Linked DNA regions of Ovis aries: region 1 is linked to region 2. The links are chromatin contacts, called in public Hi-C maps. All regions are on one chromosome and are shown on one strand. The core of a region is the stretch at or near the end of the contact, and the rest is flanking DNA. Distances in the headings are between cores, read along the strand shown.

The links. Hi-C and Micro-C count contacts between places; a contact is called where the count stands out from the background.
Region 1: a Hi-C map of hypothalamus shows a contact between it and region 2, with 3 times the contacts expected there. The contact joins the promoter of SYT13 here to the enhancer-like site in region 2. A contact is called at or near these places in 6 of 16 Hi-C or Micro-C datasets (hypothalamus, liver, muscle and 2 more).

The regions. Positions count from the first base shown.
Region 1 is chr15:74,243,669-74,247,534 of ARS-UI_Ramb_v3.0, forward strand. It overlaps SYT13 (synaptotagmin 13), which reads right to left and starts at 2,421. Exons shown (of 6, transcript XM_027979653.2): 1 at 2,120-2,421. The coding sequence starts at 2,302.
Region 2 is chr15:74,171,851-74,175,632 of ARS-UI_Ramb_v3.0, forward strand. The region is part of intron 5 of PRDM11 (PR/SET domain 11); the gene reads left to right. Among named protein-coding and RNA genes, the nearest start is that of PRDM11, 70 kb to the left of the region's middle. Within about 2 kb of position 1,336, at least 10 of the 54 cell types and tissues checked have an H3K27ac peak or open chromatin away from gene starts, as enhancers often do. A contact at or near this core is called in hypothalamus, where this site is marked.

The sequences.
Region 1 (3,866 bases), core at 1,171-3,670, 73 kb after region 2:
ACAGAAATAAGAAGGAATAGTATGGAGGGTGTAATGGGGGAGGGGGGCTTTGTCACACGTGGCCACGGACAGAATCCTCGCCCTGAAGAGGTGAAATGCAAACAGAAGGAGGCCCACACGATGAGGAGGAGCCATCTCTGTGAAAAGTCAGAGGAAAATGGGAGGGGTTGGCGTCTTCAAGAAGGATAAAAACCCAGGGGAGCTGAGACCGGCTGGGAGGTGGGGCGTTCACATGAGCTTGGCTGGAGAGGTAAACACGGGCCACATCAGACAGGCGAGGCTGTGGGGTGGAGTGGCTCACAGCACGGACTCCAGAACCAGACCAGCTTAGAATCAGGCTCTGAAACTTCTCGGGCTGTGTGGCCCTGGGCAAAATCACTCACCTCTCTGAACCTTCATCTTTAAGCTGGGATCATCATCTACGTCTGTCACTGAGTGTGGCTAAATGCATTAGGTGTAAAGCACTTAGAAGAGAGCCCAGCCCCGGCAAGTGCCAGGCTACAGTGGCTGTGGTCTGTTCAAAAGCTCAGTGAGAAGCTGGGGAGGATTTTAAGCCTGGGAGACGCAGGATCTGGTTTGTCTTTAACAGGTCATTGGCCGCTGCTTGGGCTACTGGTCCTCAGGAAGACAAAGAGCTGGAAGTGATCCCGGAGGTCATTTGCACCAACAGGGCCCTAGTGATTCTTTCCGGGAAGTCGGGGGAGGGGGCCGGACAATGCCTGAAGAGCTGCCACGGTGAAAGGCAGAAGAATGAATGGCTGTCCCTCAAGTGTGCCGAGTGGGAGAGGAGGTTGGGGCCTCCATGTTTGGAGAAGAGCTTGTCCAGCAGCCCCCCACCCTGGACCCCCTCCCAGGCCCCGTGGGGAGCCCGCTGCTCCCATTTCAGACGGCTCTGGATCCCACATCGCCCTGCCCAGCTGACCCCGGATCCTGCCAGCATGAATGTCACTTTGCTGGGATCCTAAGTGCCTCAAGGACAGCAGCCATTTCCTTCCCTCTCACAGTGACTGACAGGGCCCCCGCAGCTGGGCCTGAGCTTTTGAATAATTAATTGGCAAAAGGAAGGCGGAGGCAGGGCTCTGTAGTGCCGCTCCTGGAGCTCTGAGCCCTGGAAGGAATCGAGGGGGCCCAGGGAAGTCGTGAAGTCACCTCTCTCTTCCCCAGGTGGGGCCTGCCTTCCTCCAGTCTCTCCCTTTCCCCGGGGTCTGCAGAGGACATTTCACCTCTGCCACTTTGGGGATGTGTCCTGGACTTCACAGCCCACATAGGGCAGTCCTCCCAAACCTTTCTCAGACCCCCTTCGGCTGCACTGTACAATGGGGACCCCACCCATTTTCTGCCCAGAGAGGCCCTGGGGGACGAGCTCATGTGGAGATAAAAGCCCTCCGGTCTCCAGAGACATCTGCAGCCACATCTTTGGGGAATGGGAGGTGGGAGGGGGGCTCAGAGATACTCCCTCAGGCTGGCTGGAGCTGAGGGCCGCTGGGAGCGGGTGAGCGTCCCCCAGGCCCTCCATACTCACCTGCCTCTCCAGACCCCAGCACCCCCCCGCCCAACCGCCCCCTCCCCCGCTCCCACTGCAGCCCCCGGCTGCCACCCTCTCTCTCCCTTCTTAGCTCGGTCAGTGAGTTCCCCTGAGCCAGCGGCACAACGGCCTCACTCTGCTCTCTGTCACCCTTTCTCTTCTCCCCAGTTCCTGGAGCTTCTCCTTCTCGGTCATTCCCCTCTTCCTCTCCGCTAAGCCTCGCAGCCCCCTGCTCCAAACCCTCACAGCCTCCCTGTTTTATTACTCCCCCCGGCCCCCAACTCGCCTCCCAGCTCCTATTTCTATCCAAGCCCCCTTTCCCACTCACTCCCATGCCCGTGCCTTAGGCTTGCTGGCCCCTTTCCTCCTGTACCCTAGTCACCCCCCCACCCCCAGGCCTTTGGGACCCCCTGCCCCAGGCCCAGGGCCTCTGAACACATCCGCTGTCCAAATCCGTCCGCTGTCCCCACTCCCAGCCGGGCTCTGTCGCGCAAAGAAGAACGCCAACCATTCCTTCCCATCCACTCCCCCTGCGCAGCGGCCAGGGAGACCCCCACCCGAGCCCGGGGGAGGCCGAGGCCCGCGGCCGCTCACCTGTTGGGCGGACCGCAGCACGCTGGGCTTCGCCTTCTCCGGGTCGGGCTCCAGGTCTCGCTGCAACACTCCCTTCTTGGGGTGCATGTGCCGGCACAGGCAGGTGACCCCGCACAGCGCGAGGATGCTGGTGGCCGTGCCCAGCGTGGCGCCCAGCGCGATCACCGGCACCGACAGCACCATGGTGCCCCGCTTCCCGCACCGGGCTCGGTCCCGCCGCCGCGCGCCTCCCGGGCCTGGGGACCAGGCGGGCCAGCCGCTCTCCCGCCGCCGCCGCCGGAGGGGCGGAGGGGCGGAGGGGCGGAGGGGCGGGTAGGGAGGGCGGCCCGAGGACGTCAGAGCGGGAGGCTGGACCCGGAGCTGGCTGGCGCGGCACCGCGTCAGCCCAGCACGTGACCCGACCCCCCACCCCGGCCCGAGGCGGATCCGCTCAGGTGGAAGGCACCTGAGCGCATCGTCCTCTCATCTCGAGTCACCCTTAACGCTTTACGCAGGACACTTGGGTTCAAGAACAGGAGCTCGCCAAGGTCACACTGTGCCTTAGGTTAGTCGGCAAACCAGGACTCAAACCCTGGCCTGCGGCTCTGTCTGGATAGGAGGTCGTTTTACCAGACTACTAACTGGTGCAGAGAGCCCTCTCCTTGGAAAAGACCCTGATGCTGCTGGGAAAGATTGAAGGCAAAAGAAGAGGGCAGCAACGGATGACACGGTTAGATAGCATCATCAACTCAATGGACATGAATTTGAGCCAAGTCTGGGAGATGGGGAAGGACAGGGAAGCCTGGTATGCTGCAGTCCAGGGGTTTGCAGAATCTGATACGACTTAAGGGCTGAACAAAAAAGCTTTGTTCACCCTCTGGCCAAGGAGGCTGGAAAATCGAGGCTTGCAAGAACTTTTTCAAACACAAAAAGCTGGAGATTTCCCATCTCCTGAACTTGCCATGTGCTTACTACCAGGGAGAGGGACTGGTGACCAGGGAGAGGGCACTGATGCCGTGTCTGGGGTTGAGACTATACCTATATTGTCCTGGAGAGGATGATTGCAATGAGTCTTTTCACATCTGTCTGCACTTCCTTAGCCATGAGATTGGCATGTATTCTCATCTCCATTTACAGATGAGGAAGCCTAGACTCAGAGGGGATGTGGGGCAGGTTGAAAAATCCAAACTCAAGTTTGCGGGATTCAAGTCCACCCTAAAGGAAAGGACTTACCTTAGAAGGATAAACAGTATCAAATGCAGCAGCTAGGAGTCCATGCTTTGATCCAGAGAAAGAAATTTAGTGTGCTTCGAGTGAGGGAAAATTAGAATTCCAGGCATGAGGAGGGTTGTCTCAGATCACAAACAGGGCTTTCCAGTGATTTTCATTATGTGGAATGTTTCATTTAATTCAGCGAGCATTTGCTGTGAGTCGCTGGTGATTTCGTTTCAAATAGGGTTCTAAACTTCCCATGAGGCTGATGACTCCCAAATCTATGATCATTCTAGCCAGACCTTTTCAGTCGAGATGCCGACGTGACCAATATTTGATACCTCCCAGTGTTATCCATTTCTGCATAATAAACCCGTAACTTAGTATATTAGAGGGCTTTCCAGGTGCCTCAGTGGGTAAAGAATCTGCCTGCAATGCAGGAGATGTGGGAGACATAAGTTCAATCTCTGGGTTGGGAAGATCCCCTGGAGAAGGAACCCACTCCACTATTCTTGCTTGGAGAATCCCATGATTCTGGTGAGCTACAGTTCATGGG
Region 2 (3,782 bases), core at 86-2,585:
GACCGGGCGGCCATCCTTTGGGGCTGTAGTTCTTGGTACTCACCAGAAGGGGGAGCACTCGAGTCCCCCCCCCCCTCGCCCCGACTCCTTGCTGGGGCTGCCACCCACTTTTAGCTCTGCTTCTACGCACGTCTGCCCCCACCTGCGGGCCCAGCTGGAGGCCGTCCGGCTTCCCAGTGACCAGCAGGGCAGGAGGGCTCCAGGGATGCCAGCCGGGCCAGCCCAGGGGAAGATGGTTCACAGAGACCCAGCCTTCCCTTCCCAGGCCCCCTACTGCAGGGAACGTGCTAATTTCCTGTCTGGCCTGGGGAGGGCTCCTGACAGGGGGCTACTCAGAGTTAGCTATTAAGAACTAAGGACGAAGGAGGACACCCTCTAGTCTGACCTCTGTGTGGTCCAGATGAAGCTAAGCTTCCCCTGAAACTAAGCTTCAGACGCAGAGGCAGTCTCAGGAGTAGATTCAGAGTAGGGATTCGAACCTGGGTCTGCCAGGTCCCCGAGAATCCCAGCTCCCAAGTTTCAGGACGATGCTACCAAATTATGAGAAAAAGAAGGGGGCTATCTAGGTGAAGTCTGTTTCTTAAATTCTGTCTTGCTCATCCTTCTGTCTCTCCGAGACTGAAGGTAATGAGATTACCAAACGTGACGTGAGCTGGGCAGGGGGCCCAGGACCCCTCCACTGCAGGCGGGACGGGCCCTCCTTTTCCCAGCTGCTGCGGCACTTGGCCAGAGGCTGGGTGGGACGAGGCCCTGAAAGGGAGGGAAGCGACATCACCACAGTACATCCCGCTCCTTCCAGCACCCCTCTCCCCACAAAGTGGGAGTCCACCAAGTGGGGGTCTACAAGGCACTCGGCTCTCTATGCTGGCCCAAGGGGACGCCAGGACTCGTGGGAGGCATGCAGCCCAGGGCAACCAGAATCTGTGTTCCTGTCACCTTCCCTGGGGTGGTTCTGAATTCAGCCCCCCGCCTCGCATACAGGCAGAGACATGTGCCTGTTTGAAGGGTCAGCCTGTGTGTTTTTCACTCTTGCTACGGGAATTAGCTCAGCACAACCTTGGTCATGAGAGAGCCGCCGAGATCTGAGTGTGCAGGGCTGGGCCCCTCCCTGTGACGGGCCGCGCGGAGCGGTCTGTCTGATGCTCCCTGTGTGCCATCGGGTGTTCCTGGGTAGATGGGCTGTGTCTGCTCCGGGAGCCCGCCTGGGGGCACCGAGGGGGCAGCAGGGCTTATTGCCCAGATAGATCTGCTCCTCCCTGTCTGGGCTGGTCTATCCCTTGCCTCCTTTCTCCAGTCTGTGAGCTTCCCCCACCATCACTAAAAGTGGCAGATTCCAGCAAGGCCACAAGGTGGCCCCAAGCAACTCAGAAACGGCCACGTGGAGGCTGGAACTCGGGGTGGTGGCCAAGAGCCTCATAGTACTTTTCTGGCAGTGTAGAGCTTTCTTCTTTCCTCTTGTGTAGTCTTCTTAACAGCCCTGCGAGATGGGCAAGAGGTCGGGGAGGTAGGTAGAGCAGTTGTTATCTTTGCTTTGAGAAACTGAGCTGCAGAGAGAGGAAGTGAGCCCATGGGTTGACATGCCGTCTCTGGGACCACGTTCCCTCTAGAGTGTCGCTGTGCCTGTGATAGGAAGGGAGCCTGGGGACCGCGGGGGGTTCATGCTCACCTGTCTCCCTGGGGTGCTTGGCCCAAACACCCTGGGGGCCTAGGGAGCAGATACTTTTCCACGGGTGGATGGGGAGCAAGCAGAGGCCAAACTAGGCAGAGGGGTAGCAGGGCGGGGGAAACTGGTAACTTTGCCGGCGGGGGGCTGTGTCCAAGCCCAGAGGTGCCGTCTTTCTCCGGGTTGTAATCATTCGCCCTTCTTTGTTTTTTTATCCCCCAAGATGATGAAGACGAGGAGACCCCCGGGCCCTCGAGGCAGCCACTGCGGGTGCCCCTGCGGCCTTCACCGGAAGAAGAGGCCTGCCTGGCCAGGCCCACCCTGCTCCGTTCCTCCTCCTCGTCTGACCAGTCCGAGACGGTGGGCCCCAAGCCGGAGGCCCTGCCCCGGCCCTCGCCCCAGGCTGCCTGCAGGACCCCTCGGCCGCACCCCGGCCCGCCCAGCGCGGGCTTGGACTGGCAGCTCCTCCATGCCCACGCCCAGCAGACTGAGGTGTTCCGGCAGTTCTGCCAGGAGCTGGTGGCCGCGCACCGGGACCTAGCAAGCAGCATGCAGGCCATCGGCCAGGCCATGGCCGAGCTGAGCGGCCGCGTCAGCCAGGCGTGCCAGACGCTGATGGAGATCCGGGATGGGGTCCAGGCATCTCAGCGGGGGCCTGCCGGGGCCGCCCCCGTGGGCCCCAGCCCCCCAGCCGAGGCTCACCCGGCGGAGCCCCGAGAGGCGCCCCCAGTACCAGCTCCAGCACGGACTACCAGGTCTCGGAAGAGAAAGCACAATTTCTAAGCCGGCCAGTTTGCACTGGGAGGAAGAAAGCTGGAGGAGGGGCGTCTGGCCTTGAGACGGGGGGGCCAGTCTCTCGTGTCCACCATCGATGACCTTGTAGGGTGCTGGGGGGACTGTCATCTCCTCACTGAATACAGGTTGGCTGCCCTGGGCTCAGCCCAACTCCCTCATCTTTGGCAGGTGCTCAAGATGCAGGAAAAACTGCCTGCTCAATGCTTGCTTGTCCTGGAAGGTCAGCCTCCTCTTGGTCTGCATCCCGCGGCAGCAGGCCTTGCAGGGAAGGGGGCTGCAAGAGCATCTCAATGGAATTCTGCTCTCCATCCTCAGGGCTGCTGTACCAGCCTCCCAGGCCCTGATTCTGCTGCTTTCGGGGGGCTGGGGCGGGGGGCAGCGAGGCCTGCGGATGCGCCGGCAGAACTCAGCCCCTCCAGGAGGGGTCTGCCCTCCCCTCCCCCAGGGCTCTGAGCCCCTGCCTTGGCCTTCTGCTTGCCCTCTGTGCGTGTGCGCGCGCACGCACGCGTGTGCTCAGCTGCCGTGCTTGCCTTTTGTGGGGCGGGGAGGAGAGCCAGGTGACGTCAGAGGAAGGGGAAGACACGACCTGGTGATTGTCGAGCACTTTGCGCTTCTCCGAGCGTGTGAGCTCGGTGGGTCCTCAGGACAGAGGGGGAGAGGCAGCCAAGTCAGGTGTTATGGTCATCATTACCACCATCCTCATCTGCATTTCATAGATGACAAATGAAACAGCATCATCTACTCGGGGGTGAGGGCAGAACCGGAAGTCGGACCTGTGGATTTTTCCAGCTCCCCTGCCAGAGGCCAGATCTAGACTTGGGAGGGGTGTTACTCCTTTCCTGCCCCTGCCAAGCCCTCTGGGTTTTGAGTGGGAGGCAACAGCAGCATTTAGGATGTGAGTCCACCCCACCCCCACCTACCCCTCCCTCCACCCCCCCCCCCCCACCCCCCCAACCCCGACACTAAGGCTGACAGCCAGTGGCTGGGAAGAAGTAGGGTCCAAATCTCAGGATCTAGAAGGCAACCCCTCCCCTGGCTTCTAAAAGAACCCAGAACCCAGCAGGGCTCCTGTCCCGTTCCAGGTTCCAGCATGCCATGCCTCTGCTTGCTTGGGCTGCCTACGCATTAGCTACACACATCTCAAAGCTTCGTGTTTGGTTTTGGAGTGTGGGGAAAGAGCCGGGTTCTTCGAGTTAGGGAGGGAGTTGGGGGTCGGGGGGTGGCAGTTGCAAGCTTAGCTCTGACATGGGTGCAGCTCAGCTCTGTGTCCTCTTTGCTCCCTGGCCTGAGGCTGCCATATATCCCCAGCTGTCCATCCTTCCAC